2 separate regions of the Triticum aestivum genome follow, and region 2 is linked to region 1. Evidence: chromatin contacts called from public Hi-C data. All regions are on one chromosome and are shown on one strand. Each heading gives the region's core, a stretch centred on a gene start, on an enhancer-like site or on the middle of the called end of the contact. The rest is flanking DNA. Distances are from core to core; before and after follow the strand shown. Region 1 holds the start of LOC123188835. Region 2 holds the start of LOC123188836 (sugar transport protein MST3).

The links. A called contact is a pair of places that touch in the nucleus more often than the background predicts.
Region 2: a Hi-C map of leaf shows a contact between it and region 1, with 2.7 times the contacts expected there. The contact joins the promoter of LOC123188836 here to the promoter of LOC123188835 in region 1. A contact is called at or near these places in 2 of 5 Hi-C or Micro-C datasets (both in leaf).

The regions. Positions count from the first base shown.
Region 1 is chr2A:411,507,592-411,515,110 of IWGSC CS RefSeq v2.1, reverse strand. LOC123188835 reads right to left here and starts at 4,798. Exons shown (of 5, transcript XM_044601113.1): 1 at 4,542-4,798; 2 at 2,893-3,298; 3 at 1,343-2,786; 4 at 1,084-1,230; 5 at 1-706. The coding sequence starts at 2,943. The coding sequence ends at 150.
Region 2 is chr2A:411,875,352-411,882,870 of IWGSC CS RefSeq v2.1, reverse strand. It overlaps LOC123188836 (sugar transport protein MST3), which reads left to right and starts at 3,409. Exons shown (of 3, transcript XM_044601114.1): 1 at 3,409-3,699; 2 at 3,790-4,112; 3 at 5,647-6,893. The coding sequence starts at 3,567. The coding sequence ends at 6,744.

The DNA.
Region 1 (7,519 bases), core at 3,549-6,048:
GACAAAAAAAAATACATGTCTTTAGCAGTATAAGAAAAGTGCTCTTCACCATACTGTTTGAGCTTAATTATTTTACAAACTTAACAGGAAAACTTGCAACATCCTTGTCCAAAAGCCTTGGCTGGCTAGGCAGCTCTGCTTGGATGATGTCACTGCGAATTTTCCTCCATCTGAATTTGCTTCGCTGGAACTCCAGCACCCGCATATTCCACTGGTCTAGAGCCCAGCGCTGCCATTGGCATGTTCCGGGACCTCGACTGCTTCACCAAAGGGCCTGAAGCATGTGCAGGACGGGCATGCCGTGAAGATGTGCCAGCCACCAACCTGGAAGATTTGCGGTCCGATCTGGAACTGCGGTCAGAACGATGGGAAGAAGAGATCTTGCGTGTGTGACGGTCCGAGACCTCTTTTGAGCCAGTTGCTCTTACAGGCTGCTTGTTGTACACAGCAAGGTTTGGCAAGAGGCCTAACAGGTACTTCTTCAGGTGCTGGTCACCTACGTTCTTCTGTGCCGGGTTGCCATCTAGGTTGATGGCTTCGAGGGAATTGTAGTTCGCAGCCAGTTGACCAAGGCCCTTGGATGTAGAAATCTTGTTGTGGCGCAAGTCCAGAACTTTTAGCTTCAGAAGGCGGTGAAGGCCATCTACCTCACTGATCTTGTTACCAGCCAGATATAACTCCTTCAAAGAAGAACATGAAGCCAAACCTAAAAGGTGTCCCAAAACATAAATCAATGAGAAGCAAGCAAATCTGTTCGTTTTATACTGTCATTAACTGCAAGAGTATGGTGCAATTTTATTAAGAATAAATCATTCCATGTTATGCACTGGACTGTATTTTCCTCTTCAAAACATTGAATATAACAAGGACCATGGAGCATAGTGATTTCTCTGTTCAGAGGATACTGATGGGAAACATGATTAAATTTATTATCAGGACAGCCTACATATTAACTAGTAATTGGCGGCAGAACCGTGCAAGCCCAGAGCACCAGACAGTGGCCCAAGCACTAAGCTAGCGCTCAGTTCTCCATAAATTAAGCATATTTCATAAGGAGAAAGTAAAAGCTGTTGAAAACCATACCATGGCCAATTCTAGAGATCCTATTATAGCTTATGTCCAGCAAGCGTAAGCGTGTTAGTTCTCTAAGGCCTTCAATAATCGAGATATTATTCTTCGACAGGCTTAACATGTGAAGACCTTTCGGGAGAGCTCCTGCAGTTACGCGCACTGTGCAGAAAACCCCAGATGTTAGAGAAATTGATGACATTATCTCCTGAAACAAATGAATATTCCAATAATAGCAATAATTAATCTGCTGAATTATAGGAAGAATACTCACCTATTGAATTCCCTGATAAGTTCAACAGCCGTAGGCCTGAGAACGCGCTCAGTCTTGGGATTGCAACCAAACCAAGGTTTGGCAATTGTGCAGATGAAGAAACAGGAGTCAATTTTGAAATATAAGTGTAAGCTATCTCCATGCCAAGAGGACTTTTAGCATCAGGGCGCACAGCAGAAACACTGACCACCGACTCGCTATATTTTGTTGATGCAGAACTTGAACTTTCTCCCTGCTCCTCCACAATGATGTCACTGTCAATATCAATTTGGCTGATCCAATCCTCGATCCTTTTAATGCTGTAAGCTCTTGGACTAAGTTCATTTGAGTCCTCGTCAAAATGCTGATCACCATTCATTTCAGTTTCATTGTGTTCAGCTTCCTCACTAATATCCTTCGAGTCAGACGGGTTCTTCAAATTAGGCATGTCAATGCCAAGTGACTCCTGGTCGAGACCGCTATTTCTGTTCCACAATTTCTCTTCCCTCTCTTGATTTAAAGCACCATTGATGACACAATAATGCCCTGAATCCCCAAAGCAAGTGGCAACTGGATGAGCTGAATTATCAGCAGCAATATATTTGCCATCCCAGTAGTCATGACTTATCATCCCATCCCTCACAAACTTCCCATCTACACTTGCAGAGGACCGTTGGCCATCTTCAGCAGCATCAGAGCGACCTCCTGAACCATTCTCCAAGTCTAATAATTCAGAGATACCTGGCGAAGAAGGTCCAGCACAAAGCACAGGCAAATTTGATTTCGAGCGATTTGTTTCATCACCACTCAAGTAATCAACCTTTTCACCGTCCATTGAACATAAATCCTCAAAAGATCTGCAACGGGGGCCTAGTCTCTCAGAATCAACAGAACCTTCTCGGTCACTATCAGAATTATTCTGAAATATAGCAGATTGTGACCTTGGAAATTTGCTGTGGTCATAAGAGTGATGCCTGTCAGAATCAGCGGCATGATCAACTGAAGGTTCATAAACACCATGACTGATCAGGTCAGATGAGGCATCAAAAACATTCTCGTTGTTCTTGCTGCCTAACCTAGTGGATTCTTCAACATCTGTATTGCTCTTGAAACCAGAGCAATGGCTTCTGTAATCATGGTCTGTAATGTCACACTCAGTACCTTCACTGCCATGATGATCACAATCCTCTTGAAGCATGTTCCCAAGAGACTGGCTCTTCTGTAGGTGCCCAACTTTCTCCTCTTTGTCATCATCAGAGCATGCATGTCTATTCCATTCATCAGATCTCCAGCATTCTTGGTGAGATGATGAGTTAATATCATACTGCCCACTAGCAACTGAATGGTTATTTTCATCCGCCATCTGCTTCGGGCCCACTGATCCAGTAGTGAACTTCACTGTTTGTTCCTGAGAATCTTTCTTTGAAACAGTAAGCATGGTCTTATCTGCTAGCAGAAAGGCCTCCTAAAGTACAAAAGGGGAACAAAGATATTTGGGAAACTATTAGTTGTCAGCTCAAACAAAGAATACAATTGGAAATTATTCAAAATACATCAGCTATTTTCCATACCTTCGGTTTCTGTTGTGTAGTAGAGGATGAAAAACAGAAAAACCTAACCATAAGTCAACTCTAGTGTCAACTGAGCTAACACCAGATCCAAAAACAGAGTTGATCCAATCACATTGCTAAATCACAGGCCTGTCTTGGAAGAGAGCTCAGCTCAAAAAAATTGTTACATCTCAGCTGCTTTCCTCAATTAACCGTAATCAACAAAAAGTCCCTCCAGTGCTCGCCGTAATCTCCAGATGTATGATGGGATTACTCCAAGAGGCAGCGATAAGTTGATCGCAGAATTGTTGCAAATCCACACCCACTCAGAGGTGCGAGACCTGAATGATCTCTTGATATCTGCCAGAATGGAAGAAGGATTTAGGAACTAGACTGTTCCAGGAGGTTGCATATAGTCGTGGAAGTCCTGCAGAAACAAGAAGAGTGTGAGCAATCTGGCACGCATAATACACTAACACGTGAAATCTTGACTTGAAATGTTCCATTGCGTATGGTTTTAGCATGTTAAGCATATACTACCTCTGTACCAAAATATAAGACATCTTTTATATTTTGGTATGGAGGGAGTAATATATACAGCAAAAGGCCGAACTATTTGCAGTTAACTTTGAGTCCAAAAGCAACCATTAATTGTTGATGTACACAACTATACCCTCTGTTCACTAATGTAGGAAGTTTTTGCAGTTTAAATTGAACTGCGAAAACGTCCTACATTAGTGAACAGAGGTAGTACCAAAGGAGAATCATTCCTTAATCATCAGGGCCTACATTCAACTGAAACTGAAGACAAGTACAAAATATTCAGTTCCATGCAAGAACAAAGCATATGCATACCACTGCTGTTCGATTGAGATTATAACAAGTCCAAGCAAACCTAAGTTGATAGACTCCACAATTATCGCCAATATATACTAGTACTTTACAAGTTGTAACAAAAAGGACAAGATCCAAACCGAAAGGGTTCTTGATGTCACTGATTCCGATCACAATTATTGAGATTTGAGAGATCCTACACCTCAACCCCAGAAGTCCCTCCACACCACACTGTCTCTCCTCCCGTGAGGGGGGAAGCAAGCGAAGGGCACTTTTCCCTGTATCCCCGTTCCCATGTCACGATTTGCACGAGACAGAAACTGACACGTCAATGTCCTTTCACTGTATTTTACAGCTGAAAGATACAACTTTTGCACTGCTAATCATTATTAATGAGCCTTTCCAATCTAAAAAATCTGGTAACGATGGTGGGAAGGAGTAGTAGTATTATGCTCAGTGCAGCTATTTTTTAATATCTGGGATTAAGTCAAGAGAAAACAGCGTCGCAATTCTATTCCATTAAGCCACCGTACAGCTAGCTTCCACTACAACGCGATTAGATTCGAGTAGCCAGGCCATAGATTCGTGTCGAATCCAATTCGATATGGATCCTTCCAGTGTTCTTTGCTTCGAGGAAACCAAATCAAGGAACGGGAATCCGCAACTGAAATCAAGAACGGGGCACGGCCAGACGAACCGAGAAACAGCGCGTATCTATCTAGCATGTATGATAGAGCAGAGATCATGAAACCGCAAAACTAAATCTAACTAAGGGAAGGAGACGATAACCAAGAAGAAGAAGAAGAAGAAGAAGAAGAAGAAGAAGCTAGTGTTACCTTCTCCTCTCCGCTGCTCCCTCTCCCTCTTCCACGTGAGCGGCGGACGGCGGCGCTTTTGTACAGTCGGATTGGATCTGCCTATGTGTGCGTGCGAGTACGGCGAGTTGTACTCGGATTGGTTAGTGCGAAGAGAGAGGGAGGAGGAAGAGGGGTTGTTGTGGTCGTGTGGTGCGCCGCAATCGCAATTCGCAATTGCTATAACGTGCGGAGGGTAAAGGTGTTGAGGTTTGATTCCATCATCTTCTTTTTTGGATTTTTATTAAGGGGATTTTGACAACTTTGCACCTAAGGTATTCTCCTGAAAACTGAATTTGGTATTTATCGGTGTCAGAGTATCTACAGTAACCAAATATGACCCCTGACAACTTTGCACCTAAGGTATTCTCCTGAAAACTGAATTTGGTATTTATCGGTGTCAGAGTATCTACAGTAACCAAATATGACCCCTGAAATATCCGCGGACGCGTTTGGACAAAGACCGGGCGGGTCTATTTTGAGCCTCCATTTGTGCATGCATGCAACTATGTCCCTTACTTTGTTTCCGAATTGTCTGGTCAACTGCATTTGATTAGTGGGATGGAGAGAGAAAAAAAGAATAAGGACGTGGCTAGGGAGTGGCCGGGTGCTCCCTAGTATTCCCTGACAGTCGGCCATAAAAGGAAGGTTTTGGTCCCTCCCCCGCGCGAAAAAGGAAACCCACCTGTCCACCACTGTATCACGCGAATTGCATGCCCACCCTCCCCGCAAGCCAACTCCACCTGGTCCCCCCTTAGCCGTTCCCTTCTCCTGAGCAAACCACCCATGAATCCCATCTTCTTCTCCCCCAAGCCTCGTTTCCCAGATCTAGAGACCTCGGTTCACCTTGCAATGGCGACATAGGGGGGTTGTCAGTCAAAGAAAATTGACAAAAACTGAAAGAAAATACTAAGCAAGGACACACAAGGAGATCAGGTTTGCCCAGCTCTTCCATATAATTCGCCTGGGATTTGCCAAAGTACCTACTCCTGTCCTTGTTGATTCTTCCTGGATTTTTTGGATTATTTTGGTCAGTTTTATACAAAAAGACTTCATATACTCATCTATATTGTGCTACAACTTCTTTTTCATGAGTGCTAGTCCAAAAAAGAGATTTTCTGTGGTTATTTTTATCCCAAAAATTGCTATGATCTAGGAACAGATATTTGAGCAAATTCTATTGATTTTGAGAGCAAATTGTGATGTTATTTCAAGCAACGAAAAACTATGATTGACAAACAGGGCTAGGATAGCTTTGTTTCATGAAACCTTTTAGGTGGTCTGCAACATTAGTGAAACCCCTTGTTCTGAGCAAATACCTTACTTACTTTAGGCAAAAGCTATGTTCCTTTTAAGCAAATGCCATGGTTTTTAAGGCAAAAAAGAACTATAATGGTTTCAAGAAGATAAACTATAGCTATTGTTGATCCACTGTGGTTATTTTTGCCCTTATTTTTATCCCAAAAATTCCTAGAATTTAGAAACACATCTTTAAGCAAATTTTGTTGATTTTGATAACAAATTGTGAGGTTATTTCAAGCAACGAAAAATTGTGATTGACAAACAGGGCTAGGATAGCTTTGTTTTATGAATCCTTTTATGTGGTCTGCAACATTAGTGAAGCCCCCTTGTTCTGAGCAACTACCTTACTTACTTTAGGCAAAAGCTATGTTCCTTTTAAGCAAATGATATGATTTTTAAGGCAAAAAAGAACTCTGCTGGTCTCAAGAGGATAATTTGTAGCTATTGTTGATCTACTGTGGTTATTTATCCTAAAAATTGCTAGAATTTGGAAACACGTCTTTAAGCAAATTATGTTGATTTTGAGAGCAAATTGTGATGTTATTTCAAGCAACGAAAAACTGTGATTGACAAACAGGGCTAGGATAGCTTTGTTTCATGAAACATTTTAGGTGGTCTGCAACATTAGTGAAACCCCTTGTTCTGAGCAACTACCTTACTTACTTTAGGCAAAAGCTATGTTCCTTTGAAGTAAATGCTATGGTTTTTAAGGCAAAAAAGAACTTTGTTGGTTTCAAGAAGATAAACTGTTGATACTGTTATAAGCTAAAAGTGTTGGGGGAGATATTAAAACCCTTCTTATTGGGATGCTTATTTCAAGCAACTACCGTTGGTTATCTGAAGCAACTAACATGATAATTTCAAAAAAAGAACTAACATGATTGTTGTCAACTACTATACTTAAAGCAACACTGTTTTGAGCATCTACTGAATATCCTAAGCAACTCATACGAGATACTGCATATTACTACAAAAAGAAAAAATGAATGAATAAAAAAACTGCCTAGTAGCGAACATTACCTTCAAGGAAAAATGGTTGAACGTTATTTCCTGCTTTAAACATGGACATGTTATGAATAGTAGGATGCTCCAGTTGCATTTTGAAAAAAAATGTTAGTTTGGAATGACCATATTAATTGCCTAATAATGATTCTGCAAAGAAGGATCATATGGAAACAGAAAGACAAAAGGAAAATAGCAAGTGAAAACGGTCTTGTGCATAGAAGATAAGTGTTCTGTTCCTCCCAATACAAAGCAACTAAAAAGTAAAGTTATTTGAACACAAAGAGTGCATCACCCTTGACTACTCCTAAAAACTAGAACATATAACAATCTACTCTCGATATCAGTCATGTTGACACAAGTTTCCCAAAAGCTAAAAAGATGCACTTCGATGAAGAAATAATCTTTTCCATGCGCCTTGCTTCACCAAAACCTTGAATCACATGGTGAACTGTTGCTCTCCTGTGAACATTTAGAAAACAAAAAAATTACATCACGGAAAAAATACCTCTGTTGTAAGAAACTACTGTTGATATATTGTGCCCAAATAAATGAAAACATGTGTAGAGAAAGAGCGACTTGTGTTTGGTTTTTCATGCACGTATGCTTACTGTATTTTGTAGCAACGCTCTGGTAAAAAAGAAAATTGCATCAAG
Region 2 (7,519 bases), core at 2,160-4,659, 370 kb before region 1:
GACTTAAAAAAATGTCCGTGTTTCATAAAATGTTCAATAATTAAAAAAATGTTGCCATTACTATTTTTTTTCGGAATTTCATGAAATATTCCATTTAAAAAAATCACCAAATCGTAGAATTTCGTGGTTTTATTTTTTTGGAATATCATGAAATGTCTCCATTTGATAATATTTGTTCACAAATTTAAAAAAACGTTTGTGGTTTCAAAGTTTGTTCACAAATTCAAAAAATGGTTTACGTTTTTCAAGAACAATTTATGCTTTTTCAAAAAAATCAAATATTCAGAAAATGTTCCTATGTCCGAAATTTTGTTCAGAGCGCCTGCCCCTTAATTTTTTGCCGCGGTACTACTTGATGGGCAGGCCCAGTCCAATTTGACGCAAAGAAAGAAAAAAAAAACTAGCAGAGCCCTCACCCTATGATGACTGCTGAAAAAAAAAGCCGCTCAAAAAAAAATCTAGCACATGGCCATGCGCCTTCCCTCACGATCGATCCATTTTAGCATTGGCTTCCTAGCTTCCTAGCTTATGAAAGAGATCGATAAAAGGAGGAGCAGCCACTTTCATAGATGGCTTCGTCGGAAGAAATAGTTCACGTCAGTTTGGAATTGGATAGAAGAAGAGTAGGTTGGTAGCTAGCGGGGTTTCCGTAGTCAGCGGTCAGCGTGGGTGTGAAAGAAAGGAAGAAAGAAGAGCAGCACAGGAGAAGCAAAGACTTGACTGACAGTGACATGCCTTAATCTGTAGACGCGTGCGTTTGACAATTCAAAAGTTGAGAGAAATGGTTTGATGATATTTTCCCCATCTCTCTCTGCTCCTTGTCTGCTACAGTACAGTGTTTCAACGAGCAGCCTTGTTCCGGAGAAGAAGAAAAACTAGTCTCTGCATGTCCCTATCGCGCATCAAGACGGCAAGTGCTTCATTGATTGTACATAGATAGAACTGTTACTATACTATACACTGCATGACATATAGTTAAGCGGCAGGACAGCTTGCATAATGCATGTGCTAAACAAACTAAGATGCATGTGGATGAAGGCCAGCAGTCTGCGGATTGCGCGGCTTAGCTAAGTAAGCAAGGCTTTTGTCTGCAGATTAAGTAACTAGCGAAGCTAAGTTAGCTCGGCCGGTGTCTGTTCCAACGGATAGCGGCGGCGTGTAAACAAGTGATACATAATCTAGCTCCGTGTCTGTACGCCTAGTTTCTACGGCCATACGCATGCAAGGTATGACTAACGACCGATCGAGCAGCTTGGTTATTCTTCTGATCCATAGAATACAAGAGAGATAGCCGTTGCCTTTGCAAACACTACTTACAAAGTCAACGATCCATCCAAATCCAGATGTTTTTTTTCGGTAAAGGACTTTTTATTGAATAGATATATATCGAGATGATACAATCATATCGAAAGAAAGTCCGGCCTTTGCATAGCTAGATGCACACAACCAAAAAGTTCAGAATACCATAAAAATAAAATAATTTGATACAATGCCAAGCAATAAATCGTGTCCAGCCTAAGGAGCGGTAGATCCTATCCGTAAATCACACCGCCATCCATGGGGTAGAAAACCTCCCTGGCCGTACGCTCCAGCCGTGTAGACGCCATCATAAAAATGTCCCTGTCTTCCGGCTTCTGCAGGATAGACCAAGTACGGAGCCATCGTGTACAAACATGAATAATCTGCATAGGAAATGAGACACATTTATTGTTAAAAACCACATCATTCCTGGTAAGCCACATTGCCCAGCATAAGGCCGCCGCTCCCACAAGAATATGTGCAGAAAATTGTTTATTTATACCCCGCAACCAGTTGCCGAACATATTTCGTACACTACGTGGTGGGTATAAATTCGAAGCTACTTGGACCATAGCCCAAACTGCCCGAACGAACTTGCACTCAAAAAATAGGTGTTTGATAGACTCGTCATGTTGGGAAAAGATACATGTCTTGGAACCATGCCAGTTTCGTCGTGTCAGATTATCTCTAGTTAGGATGACTCCTTTGTTAAGAAATCAGAGGAAAATCTTCACTCTGAGAGGAATTTTTAGCTTCCACAATTTCCTGTTATCTACTGGAACATTAGAATGAACCATTGCATCATACATGGATTTGACCGAAAATTTGCCATTTGATGCAAGTTCCATCGAAAAGTGTCTGGCTGATCTGACAGTTGAATGTCCAGATATATATGTTTCCTTCTCCCCATTTCACATCTGTAAAACGCAGTGGAACACAGCCAATGCTTCACAGGCAGCACGTGCACCGGCCGGAGAGTCTTCTCTTCCATCTCCATCATCATCAGAAAAAAAAACAAGTAATCGTGCTCCGTGATTCGTGCAGTTAATCATGCATACCTTGTATCCAACGTTTTTTTAACGAGTTGTATCCAACTGGTTGTCAGGCATGTGCGCAAGCAGCAAACAATTGCGCGCGTAATTCTTCTTGTCAGCTAGGGTAGAGTTGCGTATGCACTTGTTTAATTTGGATGGAAGTATCTCTGACCTGAACAAGACGAAGGAGCCGTTGGTTTTGTCAGGCTCGCCGGCTAGTTAGCGGCCGACTCGCATATCAACATCGAAAAAGATCCGAAACAAGGAAGCTTCCATTCTTTTAATTATATTATATCATATGCACCTCTGAAAAAAAGAAACAGCATGATCGATCGATACACTGACCATCCCAGGGATAAGAATTAGGATGGAGAGCACACGAGATACCCTTGAATCGTTGGATCAACTTTAGGGTCCGAATTCATGGCCGGTGCGTGCAGTAAAGCACCCAAAAAGATTTGCTCATGACTCACCATCACGAGGGAACCGCCAATTTCTTGTAGAATATTCTCCCACGAAAATAAAGCTGCTTGCTGCTATTTTTTCCCGCAAAAAAGAAAAGAAAAAGGAAATCTTCTCGCTGGTTAAAACAGTTAACCCCGGGTGGCGTCCGTATCTGGATGCCAGGGTTTGCTGAATCATATTCTATTTCCGCATGGGAAACGATCGCTGAAATCAATATGAATATGCATGATTTGTTTCAGATTGCAGTTCAGACGATTCTTTGGACTTGCATTAACTAGATTAGATTATTCGACCATCCATCGATCAACACAACTCGCGCACTACTCCCCCTTGGCCGGACGGGAGACGAATGAGTGTGTGTGCATGATGTATGCATGTGATTGAATTTGAACCAACGGTGCCCGGTTGAATCATATCGATCAAGTCAAAACCTAGCAACCAACTTGACAGCCGCATGACGGCCGGCCGGCCAGCGAGTTTAAGATAATGCCTCCAACTCGGCATTCATATTTGCAGCCATCTCCTACCTATCTAGTCCAAGTTTTGACCACCACCTCAGCCGTTGACCCGCTTGCATGCTACTACTAGTTGCAACCATACACACAGCGCAATCTAGCTGTTAGCTAGCTACCAGTATTACCCAGACAAAGTTCTATATAAGGGGCTTGAGCCTCCCAGCCTTCTCACCACACCCCATACCTCCTTGATCATCAGCTTTGGGCCTGCTTAATCATTGTAGTGCTCTGAGTTCTTGCCGACCGACCAACCATGGCGGGCGGCGCCGTCGTGAACACGTCCGGCGGCAAGGACTACCCTGGCAGGCTCACCCTCTTCGTCTTCTTCACCTGCGTCGTCGCCGCCACCGGCGGCCTCATCTTCGGATATGACATCGGTATCTCAGGTCTGTACATGGATCACGCATGCACATCCTCTACTCTATTCGACAAGCAAAATTACTGACTGTGTTGATTTCCTACGTACGTACGTACAGGGGGCGTGACGTCCATGAACCCTTTCCTGAAAAAGTTCTTCCCGGAGGTGTACAACAAGAAGCAGATGAAGGGCTCCGCCAACCAGTACTGCAAGTACGACAACCAGCTGCTCCAGACGTTCACCTCCTCCCTCTACCTCGCGGCGCTCGTCTCCTCCTTCTTCGCCGCCACCGTCACACGGGTCGTGGGCCGCAAGTGGTCCATGTTCACCGGAGGGCTCACCTTCCTCATCGGCGCCGCGCTCAACGGGGCGGCGGAGAATATCGCCATGCTCATCGTCGGACGCATCCTTCTCGGTGTCGGCGTTGGCTTCGCCAATCAGGTAATGACTAGTACCTATAATACTCCGCTCCCTTAGCTCCTTCATTTGTACTGTACTCCTATTATCTGTGGCTTATTTCCTCGTTGTAATTAACGTCAAGGCAGCCCATGTGATGTACGCGTATATACTACGTAGTACTCCAAGTTCAATCGCCGACGATACTCTTTTTTAGTTGGATCAATCGTCGGTACATAACCTAACTAGTATAGCCGCACTTGATTATTTCTACAGTAATGATTTTGTTGATAAACTACTCCACAAAGTAGCATATATACACGAATTTAGTAGACAGTGGCCAGGGGTAGGTGGCAAAATGAAATGAGTTTACAGCTACATACTACAAGTACATGTCATCCTCATATCCATCCATGTCGAGCCATGTAATGAGACAAGAAAGAAATATGCTGATTCTTCTGTTACAATTAAGAACGATTCTGTCAATGATCATGCGTGTCCAAGGTATCCATCAAATACATCACCGGACGAGTTTCCAAAAGAGAGCGAGATTCTCTATAGGAAGTTACAACCACCGTGCATGTGCAAAGTCCAAGCCAGTAGGCTATTTTATTTAGGAAATAATAAAATTTAGTTAATTAATTAGTATCTCACCCTTAAGGGAGGGAAAAGAGGGCCCACTTTGATGCTCCCCAAAGTCCAAACTGGGCGTAGGTGATGTTTACTTGCAAGATGTTGACGACCGCTTTGTTGTTTCGCTTCATTAGATTACTTGCTTCCATGGCCAAAGCTGTATATGTACCAGCTGCTAATTTTGACTCTTTTTAGCTACTATCCTAAAAAAAATGTATATAATACACTACTACTGCGTACGTATCCTGATTGATCTCGCGTAGATATTCAATCTTCCATTGAACAGCGATAGGATGGGCTGTTGAAAGTATACTGGTAGTATAGTATTCATTTTAGCAGCTGGTGCTAGTACTGGTTCAATTCATTGGGCCGGCCGGCTAGCTGTTGGTTCATCCGAGGATTCACGTGCATGCAGCAAGCGAGCCTTCTTCACGGGTCTGTCGTAAACAACTGTTGATGCATGTGAAACTGATTAAACCTTCCTTGCATCTACGTACTACTCTTCCAAGAGAAATATGTACAGTACGAAAAAAGAGCATCATGAGCAAAGTAGGAACCACGGAAAGAGATTCGTGGATGTCCTTCTAGTACGATTTGTCACATAATTCATACAGTAGGATATAAAATTGCCAGTTCAGAGAAATGAGATACGCAAGTTGGAATTTTCCACGGGCCATTGCTTTATTTATTTAGTCCTCCAAAGACTTTGACTCCGTTAGATCAACGGCATCGTTTTCAGAGCAATAGTCATGTGAGGAAGAAGCAAGGAAGAACCTACTGAAAGCAATGCAGACAAACAGTGTGAAGATTAGTAAATACAGTTTTATTAAAGCACATCTAATTAAGCGTCATGTTATTAGTTTGTGCTTTCAAATTATGATAAAAGAAAAGAAAGAAAATCTGTGTTTGGTCTAACATTGGAATGGACGTTTTTTTATGCATGCAGTCTGTGCCGGTGTACCTGTCGGAGATGGCGCCTGCGCGTCTCCGGGGCATGCTCAACATCGGGTTCCAGCTGATGATCACCATCGGCATCCTGGCGGCGGCGCTCATCAACTACGGCACCAACAAGATCAAGGCCGGGTACGGGTGGCGCATCAGCCTGGCCCTGGCGGCCGTCCCCGCAGGCATCATCACCCTCGGCTCCCTCTTCCTCCCCGACACCCCCAACTCGCTCATCGAGCGCGGGCACCCGGAGGCGGCGCGGCGCATGCTGAACCGCATCCGCGGCAGCGACGTGGACATCAGCGAGGAGTACGCGGACCTGGTGGTGGCGAGCGAGGAGTCGAAGCTGGTGCAGCACCCGTGGCGCAACATCCTGCAGCGCAAGTACCGGCCGCAGCTGACCATGGCGATCATGATCCCCTTCTTCCAGCAGCTGACGGGCATCAACGTCATCATGTTCTACGCGCCGGTGCTGTTCGAGACGCTGGGGTTCAAGGGCGACGCGTCGCTCATGTCGGCCGTCATCACGGGCCTGGTGAACGTGTTCGCCACGCTGGTGTCCGTCTTCACCGTGGACCGGCTGGGGCGGCGGAAGCTGTTCCTGCAGGGCGGCTCGCAGATGCTGGTGAGCCAGCTGGTGGTGGGCACCCTGATCGCGGTCAAGTTCGGGACGAGCGGCGTGGGGGAGATGCCCAAGGGGTACGCGGCGGCAGTGGTGCTCTTCATCTGCCTCTACGTGGCCGGGTTCGCGTGGTCCTGGGGGCCCCTGGGGTGGCTGGTGCCCAGCGAGATCTTCCCGCTGGAGATCAGGCCCGCCGGGCAGAGCATCAACGTGTCGGTCAACATGCTCTTCACCTTCGTCATCGCGCAGGCGTTCCTCACCATGCTCTGCCACATGAAGTTCGGCCTCTTCTACTTCTTCGCCGGCTGGGTGGTCATCATGACCGTCTTCATCGCGCTCTTCCTGCCGGAGACCAAGAACGTGCCCATCGAGGAGATGGTGCTCGTCTGGAAGGGCCACTGGTTCTGGCGCAGGTACATCGGAGACGCTGACGTCCACGTCGGCGCCAACAACGGCAAGGGCGCCGCCATCGCATAGATTCCTTCCTTCCTTCCCTAGCTCCGTCTCCCTCGTGTACATTAATTGCTTTTCTTCCTCTCTTCCTTGTTTGTCCTCGTACTTAGGTCAAACCGTGTGTTTCTGTATGTGCTTCAAGATTCTTGCATTAATTAAGATAGTACCATCAATCACCATTGTTCTCATACTACATAGTACTCCCTCTGTAAACTAATATAAGAGCGTTTAGATCACTACTTTAGTATTCTAAACGCTCTTATATTAGTTTACAGAGGGAGTACTATGTACTTTCACTTGGAAGAAGAATCAAAGGTTTTATTCCTCATGAGGAAATAATCAGCCGCCTCCGCGACCGTCCGATGCGCCAACGAGTCACCCTGTCATCTCCCTTTGCCTATGAATTTTTTGGCACTGCTCACGCACCCACCGTGCATCACCTCTCGCGCGCCCCTCCCTTGCAGCATACCTCGTACAGTCGTACTATCATTCTATCCACGTACCACAATCTATGGGCTCAGAAGCCCTTCTACGTTCGGCTAGGGCTCACAGCACACAAAGAGCAGAATCAATCACGGAGCGCATGATCAGTTTACTCAGGTTCAGGTCTCTGTGAAGTATAAAACTCTATTCCTACTTTGATGAAATTATATGTGAAAATGCCCAAGTTACAAGAGAGCGCAACCTTGCCGTCAGGAAGCTCGGAAGAGCTAGTGCAAATAGGCTGGGTGTCGACCCTTGTAAAGGTTGTCACATGCCTTTTTTTATAGATGAAAGGGCTACCACAATGGCAAAATGG